Regions from separate parts of the Rattus norvegicus genome. Here region 1 is linked to region 2. Evidence: chromatin contacts called from public Hi-C data. All regions are on one chromosome and are shown on one strand. Each heading gives the region's core, a stretch centred on a gene start, on an enhancer-like site or on the middle of the called end of the contact. The rest is flanking DNA. Distances are from core to core; before and after follow the strand shown. Region 1 has its middle 150 kb from the start of Id2. Region 2 holds the start of Id2 (inhibitor of DNA binding 2).

Evidence for each region. Hi-C and Micro-C count contacts between places; a contact is called where the count stands out from the background.
Region 1: a Hi-C map of Schwann cells shows a contact between it and region 2, with 3 times the contacts expected there. The contact joins the enhancer-like site here to the promoter of Id2 in region 2. A contact is called at or near these places in 3 of 12 Hi-C or Micro-C datasets (Schwann cells, kidney and mammary epithelial cells) and 1 of 1 datasets of contacts at active chromatin or transcription factors (oligodendrocytes).

The regions. Positions count from the first base shown.
Region 1 is chr6:47,621,317-47,627,993 of GRCr8, forward strand. No RefSeq gene overlaps it. Among named protein-coding and RNA genes, the nearest start is that of Id2, 150 kb to the left of the region's middle. Within about 2 kb of position 3,380, at least 10 of the 93 cell types and tissues checked have an H3K27ac peak or open chromatin away from gene starts, as enhancers often do. A contact at or near this core is called in Schwann cells and kidney, where this site is marked.
Region 2 is chr6:47,466,205-47,473,602 of GRCr8, forward strand. Id2 (inhibitor of DNA binding 2) reads right to left here and starts at 4,791. Exons shown (of 3, transcript NM_013060.4): 1 at 4,380-4,791; 2 at 4,026-4,089; 3 at 2,958-3,214. The coding sequence starts at 4,727. The coding sequence ends at 4,033.

The sequences.
Region 1 (6,677 bases), core at 2,130-4,629, 150 kb after region 2:
CAAAACATGCCTGGCCACAAATGATAAGAATTTTACACCTCTCCCCTGTGTGTTTTCATTGCAGGATGGAGGAAGACCGTGTGGAATGGTAGGAATGGGCCTTTAGAATAGTATGACTTAGCCTGGCCTGCCTCTCTTCGCAGTGACAAGCCCGACAGGACCTCTGCATGGCTGCTAATGCTTGAGGTACACAAGTTAGAGGCAGGGAGGAGGTAGAGAGCTAGTTAAGGCCCGGTCTGACAAGGTTACTTGAATTTTAGGGTTTCCTGACTTCTCTGACCCTCAGTTGACTCATCTGTTAAATGGATTTAATCACAATGCCCACATAGGAAAGATGTAGAAACAGCCAGAATAAATGTTCATCGACAGAAAGACGTGTAAAGAAAATATGACACCTAAAATATTTTTTATCTATTTTTTATTCTTTGGAATATTATGTATCCCTCAAGAAGAAGGGAATTCTATAATAGATAATAGCACGCGTGAGTCTTGAGGACATTTGCTAAGTAAAATATGCCAGCCACAGAAAACGAACACTATATGGTTTCATGTACCACGGCATTTGGAAGTAACCACATTCACAGACTCGATGAATGGAATACCAGAAGATGAAGAGACAAGGGACTGGCAGGAGGTTTCCCTGTAGCTGAGTGGATAAACTATAGACATTGGACCGCTCGTGAGCAGTAATTTCTGGAATACTTACATGTCTGTTAACACGGGCAATCTCATATTGAGAGTTCTTACCACAATAAAAAAGTCGTCTGCATGGGAAAAACAATATCACCCACATCACAGAGCTTGCACAGTTTAAGATTGCGTGCTAACAGTATATGCATTTGGTAGTTGGTAACTATGCTTTCAAGTGGATGGCTGGATAGGCGCTTAAAGAGGAAGATTCAGGCAGGTAATGTTACACGAGTTGGGTTATTTAGACTTCTAATTTACTCTCCCAGCTCCACCATGTCATGTGATGCATGTCAAGGACAGAGGGTAACCTTTTTAGACAGGTCTCTTTTTTGTTTTTGGCTACCCATGCTGGTTGGCTTATGAGCTCCTGCCTCTGCCTCTTGTCTTTCTTGTAGGGGTTTGCGGTTACAGATATGCTATGGCATCCATCTTTTATGAGGGTTCTAGGGACTCGAACTCAGATCTTCACGCTTGTGTAGAAAGTGATTCACCCAGCAAGCCATCTTCCCAGCCTCTAACTCACTCTTTAGGCCTTAAACATTGTGGAAATGTCTTATATTTCATTTCTCACCATCATATCGATAACTAAGCTCTACTTTTATGCAAAAGTAGATTTATGTATTCCCAGTACACTTTTAAAGAGTCAAAATACATTTTTATTTGTTAATTTCTGGCAACAAGGCCAATCTTAAATAAGCAATAATATGTTTAGGAAGCCTAAACTGGGATTTCTCAACCTCACTGAGTTACCCATCCTGCTCCCAGTTTATGATGCAGTCAATCAGTGGCTCACAGATCTTATAGTTGCTAAATGATGTTGTGTTCAGGAGAGTTTGGGTTCTGAGGCTGTGAGTGAGAAGCGAACTTGAGATCTGACAACTGCCACCTTGGTATCCCCATCCCTTGTCCCACACCAAAGCCCATGAATCAAGAAAAGCATCCCCCACATGGCTGCCATTCACCTCACGTTGAATGCATGTCAGGTCCGTCAGTCTTAGAAAGCATAGTGAAACGCTTAAAAACTTTGAAGAAACCTAGGAAAACTGTTGTCTGTAGCTCAAAACTGTTGGGTCTGAACTGTCACATAAGGGGTAGTATCGTCCCCACCCTGGGGCTCCCACCTGTCTCCAGCCTGGGGTACCTGCTGAAACAAGACATTTGCATTTTCCTCCTTGTTAAAGGCTGCTGACCACAAATGAACAAGCTGTCCTTGTCCTCTTTAAGGCCATTATTGCTGGGGAGGATGTCACCCTGTGGGTTACCCATACTTCCTACCTTTATAAGATAGAAGGCCTTGGCTTCCTGCAGAGGCAGGAGGATGGCCCCTATCAGAGTATTCTATGGCTGAAGCAGGTCTGCTCCCCAGAGCCTCTCTATGTCTACTGAGCAAGTCTGTGTCTGTTCTTCCCCAAGGCTAGCTGATAAAGACACCTCTGGTCACCTATCTGTCCTCCTGTCCCCATGCACTAAATATACCACTCAGCATATCTTCAAGTACTGACTCCCTCAGAGAGGATGTGGCCATGTGGACCTCAGATCTACCAGCTGAAATCCCTTCTTTCTTATGTGAACTCTACAGCACTCTCTGTCCCACCCAAGAAGGGACAAAGACAGCATGACACAGAATGCCTTCCCAGACAGCAAGTCGGCAATGTTGATCAGTGACTTGAGATGTTTCTATCCCAGCTCGGCACTTTAACTCCCAGGAGTTCATTTCAGGAGCGGGCAGGTCTGTGAGCACTGAGTTCCATTTTTAAATGTATGGGAAATAAACAATTTTAATGTCTAAGATAGAGGCACCAACAATAAATTCTGTTATTTGCATACATAAAATATTTTAAAGCTATTAAAATTGATTTAGGGGCTTGGGACAGATCCCAGTTGGTGAGTCTAGACTTGGTCTGCAAGCATGAAGACCTGAGTTCAGATTCCCCAGCATCAATGTAAAGGCTGGTTATGGTGGTGTACATCGGTAACTCCAGTGCTGGGGGCAGGGATGTTTGGGGGTGGTGCAGAAACAGACAAATCACTAGAGCTTGATGGACAGCCAGTCTAGCCAATCAGTGAGCATAAGTTCAGTGAGCGATGTTGTCACACACACACACAAAGAAAAATAAGGTGGACAATGATAGAGGAAATCATGTGACATTGAGTTCTGGTTTCCAAGTGCATCTGCATGCACATGTATGCACATGTATGCATATGCACAGAAACACACAAATAAAAATTAAATCAGTTTAAAGAGTGGCTAATGATAGGGAAAGATGTTAACGTAATATTAGATTTAAACTATAACATCTAATAAAATGTGTAAAAACAAATATATATGTAGACATGGCATTTATATGAATTCATGAAGATAAGGGATGGGAAGAGAGAGAGAGAGAGAGAGAGAGAGAGAGAGAGAGAGAGAGAGAGAGAGAGAGGAAGAGAGAGAGAGAGAGACTGACTCTTACATGAACTTTCTGGCTAGTGACCACATGTGGGATGTTGGGCCCATAAGGTTAATACAGAGCTGGAAAATTCCAGTAGCAGCCAGCAGCAGCACGGTCACGTTCTCTGTAGTTCAACCCACTGCTTAAATTGCTTATGCATTTGTCATCAGAAACTTGGCTGCATACATGAATGCTTAACATTGCACTACAGCTGCCTACAGCATCCAGGGTGGCACCATGCTGTATGGGTGCACAGCCTAAGAGAAAAGGACTGTGCCGTGCAGCGGAGGCCTGCAGCACTGTTCCAGCTGGGTTGGTGTAAGTATGCTCTGGGGAGTTTACACAAAGACACAATTGTGTAAAGTCCATTTCTCAGGATTGATCTCCACCATTAATACATGCACAGCTGTATGTATTTGTTTATCTATGTGATTGTATGTGTGTGTGTGTGTGTGTGTGTATGTGTGTGCATGTGCATGCATTTGTCTGTAAGTGTGCCTGCCTCTGTGTGTGTGTGTGTGTGTGTGTGTGTGTGTGTGTGTGTGTGTGTGTGTAGGGAAGAATATACTAAGTCTGAAGAATGGCTCTATCTGGCCAAGAGACATTTGTAACCAATTTCCTTTTCCTTTCCCAGAATGCTCTGCTTTCCCTGAATTTCCTATAATGATGTCTGACCTAGAAAATATTTCAAATTGATTCAACTAACAGAAATGACTCAGCCAGTGAGAATGCAGCATGTGTCGTTCCGGATCTCCTTCGTGGAAACCTCTGGAGGTCCGTCCCTCACCCTGGTGCTGCGGACTTAGGCAAAGGTGGGCCCCCAAAGCTACTGGTCCCAGATATCTGGGACCAGAGTGAGAATGTGGCCTCTCAGCTTCTGCCTCATTCTCTAGACCACTTATGGATCCAGAGGGCAGTTAGAAACAGAGAGGAGTACACTGTGGCTCTGGCCAAGTCTGAGCTGGCATCCCAGGCCCATCAATAAACAGTCTCTTTATCTCCTAAGGCCTTGCTTCATCTATGAGTTTGTGAATAATTCCACACATAGAATCTAAATGAGAGAGTAAGAGTTTAGTTCTATCCCTACACAGCAACTGGCCCGTGTGTGTACATGCATTCCTGAATGTGACCATGTGGTATGTGTGGTCTCTCATCAGATAAAGGGTCCTAGATGGCGTTTGGCATGCACTTCTGAAAGCTTTGGATAAATTTATGAATTCTATTTTACAACTTGCTGGCCCTGTACCAAGAAAGGGTTATGGGAGTCTCTTGGTTTTGTATAGACTGGACCATGTCTGCTTTCTTCTCTTCAAAGCAAATATGGAAGTGGCCATTGGACAGTCCTCAACGTTCTTGACTGTCTGTGATGTGCGCATGTGTGCCACACAGCACATGTGGAGGTCAGAGGACTACCTCCGGTGCGAATTGGTCCTCACCTTCTACTTCATGTGAAACGATCTCTTATTGCCTGTTCCTGTGTGTGCCAGGCTTCCAGGCTCCCAAGTAAGTATGGCCTTAGGCAAAGATGGGCCCCAAACATCTTCCTGCGTATACCTCCCATCTCACTGTAGAAGTGATGGGGTTATAGATTAATGCTACCATTTCTGGCTTTATGTGGGTTCTGGGGATTCAAACATAGGTCCTCATATTTGTATAGTGAACACATTATTCACTGAGCCATCTTTCCAACCCTGAGTCTACTCAGGAGATTTCATGCACCTCAGCCTCAGTGCCTTTGATCAGTGGAGAGGACAATGAACAGTTGCAAAGACATTCTCCCTGCCCCTATTGAGAAGGGGAGGGCCTTAGGAAGGCTAACACCATCACCATCATCAGCATTATCATTGCCATCAAGATATGATGACCAGATGACAGCCAGTGGAAGGCTTCACTGGAAACTTCCATTTGGACCCTTCACTACCGTCCTTGCCTCTGCGCTTCAACTACTCAGAAGCTGTCAAGTGCTCGCCCCCCAGTGCTCCTTTCGAGAGACCAGTGTCATTGTTGTTAGGTGACTTGTCCAGGAAGGAGGGCATATGGGTGATGGGGCTGCCCTGGCAAGGAGTGTATGCGCCACTGCAGAGTAATCCTGCACTGGCACCATCGAGGCAGTGCGGGCAAGAACAGCACAGCACAAGGCCAAGTGCAAATTGTTTTAAAATGCACAAATGAGCTTGGTTCAGGTGCAGCCAAAGAGTTCTCCATTTCAGCAGAGAGTTATTCTGTACACTTTTACTATGCTTATCCAATAAAAGCACAACTGTTCATGGAGTCATTAAGCTGTGCTTTTAGGAGATGCCGTCAAGGAAAGCAGGCCACAAATCGAGCCTGATTTGCTCAACTGGTTCGAGTTGCTTTTTTGTCAAAGCCACATCAAACCTGCAATCTGCGGGCTCCCCTTCCCTTGTGAAATTGTCATTCTGAACACTTTGGAATCGCTTTGGTTCTAGGAGACCTGTAGTTATTCAAAGTGCCCACGTGTGCTCAGGCCTGTGATGTGGCTCCTGACCTGAGGGAGCCGTGAAGGAAGCAGGATGCTGCAGGAAGACAGGTGGTGTGGGGGCGTGGCTACTGTGGGGGTGAGAAAAGCAGGGCATGATGTCATCTATTAGAGACCTTTCTCTCTGCGGCTCCACTTCAGTGTTGACCTGTAACTGTCTAATGGACTGTTTGGTACATGGTTATTACAGACCTAGTTGTCAAAAGCAGGATGAAGGCTATGGGAGACCCACTTTATCCTGAAAACGAAGTTTTGTATACAGAAAACAAAGTTGTGTATACAGTCACCCCATATCTTTGGTCTCTTGGCCAATGCTGGGTACTATTCTGCTGCTAGCTACTAGGGAGGCTGGGAGAGAGCAGTCAGAATGCTAATAATGCCTTGACCAATGGCGCCTAGCACTCCGGGCTTGGTCTATGGCCTCTCTGACCTGGAGAGGATTCTTCTAGCAAGGAACAAGGGAACAGAGGTTATCAGGTAAACAAATGTCTCACACCACAGTTTACAAATAGCTTGGGGTGAGGGAGGTGTTTATAACAGATTCATAGGTAGGGTTTTGAATCACCACTGAAAGATCAAGACGAGAGGTTAGGGACCTGGAATCCTTTCTGATACAAATAAAGCTAGATCCTGCTACCCTGAACGGGCCTGATCTCATCTGGCAGAGGAGACTCTAGTACTTCGACTCTTCACCTCCAAGGCCTACAATGTGGGAGCCCCTTTCACGAACTGTTTGCTGAAAGAATGAATGAACCTCTACCACTGGCAAGGGAGTCTTCTTAAACAGAATGGTAGACCAGAAAGCCCCGGAATGGCATGCTGGGAACAGGGAGCCCAGGGTTGGATTCACATACCCCTGGGGTAGAGTTGTGTTAGCAGCTGGCCCAGGTCAAGTCCCTTAGCCACTTGGTGCCTACATTTCCTCATCTGTAAGGAGAGACAGCAGTGAGCCATGGGAAGATTAAATGAGCAGGTGTACATTGTATATCATGTACCTGGCATGGAGCTAGCATGCAAGACATAGCAGCTGTCTGTATTTTAGCTAGACACTT
Region 2 (7,398 bases), core at 3,541-6,040:
GGTAGGATAGTGCAAGAAAAAAGTTCTTTATTCCTCAAAATTACAAGAAAAACTACTGCATTAACGGAATCTGTAGTAGACATCACCACAGACCAAAGGAACAACCTCGGCTTCACGATGGAGTCAGAGTTACCTTAGAAACCGCAGCACGTTAAAAAACAGAAAGAGCTTTCTGAGAAGTATCAGTGAACGAAGAGTGAGAATGTTTAAATTTGACTTACTGTTATAGTTTAAAAATCTCTAAATTGGGGGCTGGAGAGATGGCTCGGTGGTGGTTAAGAGCTCTAACTGCTCTTCCAGAGGACCTGAGTTCAATTCCCAGCAACCATATGGTGGCTCACAGCCATCTGTAATGAGATCTGATGCCCTCGTCTGATGTGTCTGAAGACTCCTACAGTGTGCTTATATACATACAATAAATAAGTCTTTTTAAAATTCTCAAATTGCTCAAATTTAGAAGCTGAGTTTTTGAAACAGGTAAAATGTGCACGAACCACGCAGACCTACATCTTAGTGGAATTGTTTTCGTCGCTGCTTCCTGAGTGTGATTTTGCTACTGTTGTGAATCGTAATGTAAATATCTTATATATGACTCCATGAAAGGGTCGTTCAATCTCAAAGGGGTCACGACCTACAGGTTGAGAACCACTGTGATATGGTAATGCTTGGGGTTCTGGTTGAAAGGCACGAAGCAATTCAGGAAACATAAACGTTTACGGCAAAGTTAGGGACAGAAGAGCAGAATGCAGCCAAACTTTCTGATCTAACAACTATGCAGTCACTTTTGTGTCACAAGCTGGTAGGTGGGAGACACCATAATGTGAGATGCTAATTGGCAAATAGGTTGTGGGGAGTAAAAAGGTGGAGCGGCTCTATATATGCGTGCTAGAGGCAGAGTCGTTAGAGATGACATCAATCATTTTTAGAAGGTAACATGGCCAGGACTCGGTCAGGATAATGCTGCCGGCCACCTGCTTATGGCTAGCGTCCACGCCCGGGTACAGCAGAACCGTGGACCAACAGCGATCCTCATATTGGCCAGAAGGTGGCGCTCGGCCTCCACGGCGTGACCAGCAGCAGTTAGAGGTCCCCTCCAAAAGTCCACTTTGCCCAGGCTGCGGCTGATTAGAAGTCATCAGGTGTTCCGAAGGACTCTCGGCTCGGACCGCACAATTGTACTTCAGGGTCAGATAGATCCCCAAGGCCATCGGAGGGGAGGATGAGATCCGGCAGTCATGAGTCCGAGGACCGGCAAGGGTGGTGCGCGGACTTGTTCTCTCACACTTCTCTCCCGCTTTTTTTGTGTGTGGCGGGGCAGAAGGGTGGTGGTGGGTGGGGTGACAGAGTACATGCTGGGTTGGCCGGGTGTGCATGCAGGAGCTAGAGTAGGCAACAGGTGAGTAGTGTGTTGGGCGGCTGCCAGGGCCTCTCGGGCAGTCTCCAGCCCAGGTGTAGTGGTCAAAGCGTGCATCCCGGGTATATTCATTAAGGAAAACCCCGCCCTGCAGGAAGGAGGCGGGGACCACCGGAACCGAAGCTGCCCCTCCTCCACTCACCAGGATGGATTCGGTGTCAGGGGAGAGGAAACGCCTCAGCCAAGGCAGACTAGCAGGCGCCACCCAAACACCTGCTTGGCCTAGAAAGTGGCACCAGGTGAGACGTACACACTCGGATCTCTTGTCCCATCCTTTCTCTAGGTTGTGCATGTCTTCCCTGGACTACCTTGCAGAACCACCCCATCCCAACCAAGTCACTTCCAATTTGGGAGATAAATCTAAGCACCTATTGAATGCATATTCAAATTAGCGGCCCAGTGTCCCTCCCCTACCCCCAGGCTGGAAGGAAATGGTTATACCTTTTTTTTTTTTTTTGGTGAGTGGGAGGGGCTTTTCTCTCACCTTCCCTTCTCTGTTCCTTGCAGTTCAGAGTGCAGTCAAGGGTGAAAGCACTCAATAGCCACAGGATTGGAAAAGCAGTTGGCCCAGGCAGGCCCTGTGAGCCACAGGTGGAGAGGAGGGAGTTCTGGAGTTCGCGGCCAGGTTTAACAGCTTAATTCCCAGGGGTAAACACTGACAGCCCAAGCCCCGTTACTCTAAATCTGGATCTTGCTTCAAAGGTGTCTTTCTAGACTGTATACTTAACGTCAAAGACCCAACTTAGTCAAAGACCCAACTTAAAGGAGTCTCCCCCTACAATCCCGCTTAAAACCCTGTCTCAACGCACAGACACAGAACCAACCTGCTAGGTATGTTGAGTTTTCAGTCCCCATCCCTAACAGCAACAACGTTTTGGTCTACAGGGCCACCACGGGATACACATGTGGAAGAGGGGGCCAGAGATCAGAAGGAAGTCAAGGGTACAGAGCAGCCCTTGCAAACACAAGACATCTCAAAAACCATTCAGAATCCAGGGATTGATGTCAGACACATTTTATTATAATCTTAATACAGTCTACATAAATTTGAACTGGTATTTATTTGGGTTCAGTTATAACATAGCATAAAAAAAAATCAAAGCACTGGTTGTCTGAAATAAAGCGAGCAATCGACAAACACACTTGATTTATTTTGTATAAAAGGGTTAAGTTTACAACCAAACTTTTATAAAAAGTTTAGCATAAGTACGTCATTACATTTCAATGCAGAAAGTTATCTCTGCCACTGTACAAGAAAACTCTAATTAAAGAGTCCACAAGGTTTCACTCAATATATATATATATATTTATATATAAATATATACACAGCATTCAGTAGGCTCGTGTCAAAAAGGCCATTTCTGACCAAAGACTTCATTTAAGTAACCGAATACTGGGTCCTTCTGGTATTCACGCTCCACCTTTGAAAAAAGGCAAAGTCTGCTTAGATTGGGCAATTCCTTGTGATTTTTTTTTTTTTTTAACATTTTCGCTCCCCATGGTGGGAATAAGTATATAAAGAAAACCTTCCGACTGTAGAAAGGGCATTGAAAGTCTCTCATAAATAACGGTTATCACAGTCCAGGCCGGAGAACACCTGGGGGAGATGATCACTCTTAGTTTTCCTTCCGTTTTCTTTTTAAAAAGGTCCATTCAACTTGTTCTCCTGGTGAAATGGTTGATAACAAAGCAGAACAAAACAACAGTCTTAAAAGATCCTGTAGACTTCTTGTTGTGCAAAAGAAAAAGAGAAAGTAAAAATAAAAAAAAAAAAAAAAAAAGGAAAAAGTCCCCAAATGCCTGCAAAAGATCGGGAGAGAGAAGGCAGTTTAGGAGATTGTAACCTAAGGGCAGGGGCGGGCAGCCTGGCGCCAGAGGAAGCCACAGTTTGAGCTTTTAACCAAACCCTGGCGTCCAGATGCGGCGCACATACCCGGCCCCAACAGCACAAATTAAACATGAAAATAGCAGAGACTCAAGGGGAAAACTTCCCAAACCCAGTCTCCCATTTGGATCTCTAACAGCGCGCTCACAGGCGCCAGTCTGCTTCTTGTAACAATTATTTGATTGAAAACAGCCCTTTGGTTAACAGATAGGGAAAGCTGGATCCCGGAGCACAGGGGTAAGGCTCCGGGTAGCCGTCTTCAGCTAGCCAGAGAAATCTCAGAGGACTTCAGTTTTGGGGGAAGAGAACACTATGGAATTTGTGGCGATAAGATTAATTAGAGCTGAGGTTAGTACCTCATAGCACCACCACTGGGCTCATAAAAGCCAATAACACTTTGTCCTGACACCTTCATAGTAAGTTACTGGCATTTATATTCATATTCATTCTCTCTCTCTCTCTCTCTCTCTCTCTCTCTCTCTCTCTCTCTCTCTCTCTCTCTCTCTCTCTCTCTCTCTCTCTCTCTCTCTCTCTCTCTCTCTCTCTCTCGGCAACTGTTCCGTAATCCGGAGCAACCACAGCGACAAGCCCCTTCATGCCTCTCTGGAAGGACAAGCGGCACCCGTAACACGGTGAAGTAAGCATGCATTTACCAAACCAAACATTTAACAGACACACAAGTACATTACCGAAGCGCGCACACAGGAGGCACCCGCAAACACTCACCATTTATTTAGCCACAGAGTACTTTGCTGTCATTCGACATAAGCTCAGAAGGGAATTCAGACGCCTGGAGAGAAAGAGGATAAAAAGCAGGATATTAGGCAATCTTAAAGGAAGGTAGCCCCCTCCTCCCTTTACGAAAGTGCCAACAAGTCCCATTAAACAGGTTCATGCTACAATGCAGATCCAGACGCAACCCACACAGAACTTAGAAGTAGCGATTTCTTACATGACGCTCAATGCACAGTTTTCTTAAAAATAAAGTTAATGAACCTGTCTCTACGATGGGCTTTAAGAGTGACAGTTTCGGACGACCGGGAGCATCTGGGCAGCGGGGTACTTGCAAGCGAGTCTCACCTGCAAGGACAGGATGCTGATGTCCGTGTTCAGGGTGGTCAGCGGCGTCCTGGACGTTTGGTTCTGTCCAGGTCTCTGGTGGTGCAGGCTGACGATAGTGGGGTGCGAGTCCAGGGCGATCTGCAGGTCCAAGATATAATCGATGACGTGCTGCAGGATTTCCATCTTGGTCACCTTCTTGTTCTGGGGGATGCTGGGCACCAGTTCCTTGAGCTTGGAGTAGCAGTCGTTCATGTTGTAGAGCAGACTCATCGGGTCGTCCACCGGGGTTTTGCTCCGGGAGATGCCCAAGCTGTGGTCCGACAGGCTGTTTTTCCTAACGGACCTCACCGGACTGAAGGCTTTCATGCTGCTCGTAGGAGGAAAGGCCGGGAGGGAGCCGCCGCAGGGGGCTGAGGTGGCTGCGCCGCACCAGGCTCTGTTCAGAATGAAGCGCGAGCCGGGCGGGGCGTCTTTTATGTGCACTCGCCCTGGCCGCTCAATCGGGCATCCCTGAATCGCCATTGGTGGGAGGGGTGCCGTCCATCATACCAGGCGAATCCTCCCATTGGTGAGTGAGAGCTCTCGGTTCTTCCGCGTTCGCAGCCAATGCCCGTGGGGTGGGAGGAGCGGGCGAGAGCCCAGCTGGGGTGGTAAATTGAGTACAGTGTGCGCTGGGCACCCAGGGGGCCTGAGTGTGCAATTGTGCCCTCCTGATTCTAATTTCCAAAGCTGGCAGGACCCCTGCCCCGGGGGTGTGCCCGGAGCTAGCTATCCCCGCCCCAGGGTTTCCAGCAGCCCCGCGGTCTCAGCACAGCAGACGGGAAGTCACAGGTCGCTAGCGTTAGGGAGACAGCGACCGTGGCAGAAGGGAAAAGAAGCGCGCCTTTGGGAAGTCACATTTGTGGAGTTCCTTCTTTTAAGATAAAGCAAAAGCTATTTAAGGGGAGGAGGGGCGGGAAACCTACCCACATACACATTCACGGCAGGTTTAGCGTGGGATTTTGCAACTTGGAGCAACGCGGGAGGCCTTCTCGGAAACTCAGTGACACGAATTGTAGGGAGCACTGTGCGGTCTCCCTCAGACCACAGAGGAGCCCTGAGGGACCTGGTACGTCCGGGACCCCCCCTCCTCCTCGAGAACGAGGCAGAGTTAGTATAATGACTCCATTAATCGAAGGTCATTAGTGGGGTTTGCACACTGGAACTACATTTACATACATTGCCCTTGGTCTGTGCCCTTCAGTGTAGGTGGCAAAGTGATGCGATTAATTATGCGCAAATCGTGATTTCTGGTGTCAACATTCCAGCACTTACAGCTCTTGGGAAGCTCTTTGTCAGGTAGGTGGTCCTAGCTACTGACTGACAGCTTATCGCTGTTTTTAAAGAAAATTCTGTTACGTACGAGGTTTGGAATCTTTCAGCACCCCTCCTAGATGCAGCTACATTTTGAAAAAGTTTGGAGCTCTTGACTCCAACGCTTTAATTTCTGAATTCTTGTTCTGCTGAAGACTACTGTATATTAGTCGTGTATTAGAGGAAAACAATATTTATCTTAAGCCCAGAAAGGGTTTTTTTGGTCTCAATCTCCCACATCCTCTGAATGCAATAAAGAGAAAGAATGCAGAATCCGGGCAAAGCTCCGTGGTGAAGAAACAGTATTTTCCCTTCAATTAATGATTAATTCCTCAGCTGGTGGGCCAGGCAGTCTCTGACCTCCACGTGACAGCCATGTGCCCCAGGGCTTCTCTCTAAGGAGGCAGAGTCCGGTGGTGTAGTGGTGGTAAAATCCGGCCATCTCAGTTTGGAGGCTGCAGGACTCTCTGCCCTGCAGAGAAATCTGCACAAGGCTTGCACTGCCTCCTGAAACTCAGTGACAGTGTTCTATTGACAACTGTCCTGTTATTAAGCTGGTAGTGATTTACTATCTGAGTCCCCCCACAGTTCGAGCCTCTTGATGTACTTTGTGTGCATGTGTTTCTGTCACATACGTGCCACAGCGGAACAGATTTTGTTTTGACACTTTTGGTTCATGATGTTATACTCTGAGTATTTTACAATAATAGCCAATGTAAACAAACATCTCTGGGATTCTCAAATTATTACTTATGATTCTTGGACATTGCATCTCTGCGGTACTGACGCATTCTTAGCTTTTTCCAAGGACACCGTATGTTAGCACCGGTGCCAGCCTCATTATTCCAACAGAAAGGCCCTGGGCTGGATGATAATGAGCGCTGTGCAGCATCGCTCGACACACTGGCAGCGACGACGCATGAGCGCCTTCTCCCAAGACCATTCCTGTACCCTGATATAGTAAAATTGCTAAATATGGTGAAAGTTTTCTGGCGTTTCTTTCTCTGGCTGTCATGCCAGAGTCCAGTCTGCCGGGCTGCGCTGAATCGGATTCTGTTGGCACACTACCCAGTTTTTGCATTCATTTAAAGATCATTTTAAGGGGATTGTGAAACTGTATAAGTTAATGACTGAAAAGGACGGAGTTACCAGTAAGTCTGTCACAGCAAGCCTGGGCTGACATTTCTTAAAATTATGTTTTGGGGCTGGGGATTTGGTGGGAACCCTTTTCGGGACGGCTTATAATGGTATATAAAAATCGGTTCATTGGTGTGGATTTTCATCTGAGAGCCCTGAAGTTCAAATGGTCCCAGCTGCAGGACGCGCCCAGATGCAGAAAGGGCGGGATCCGTGGGTGGTGGGAAGGTGTGAAGGGCTTCCGGCGGTGTGTGTGTGTGTGTGTGTGTGTGTGTGTGTGTGTGTGATATTGGCCGCCCCTGCTACCCACCGGGACGCCCCCCATTTAAAGCAACAGACCCGCTTGGAGTTGCCCGAACCCTGCTACCAGCCCCCCGGATCCCCCACCATGTCCAGGCCACGCGCGATAATCAGAAGCAGGTCCCGGCCCAGCCACCTTGGCTACTATCCCCGCGTGATGCCACGAGGGCGGGAGGAGCCGGCTTGGCGGGGGCGAGTCTCAAGGTCTTCTCTGCACATCTGGCGCAATTGGGAGCTCTCGCCTTTC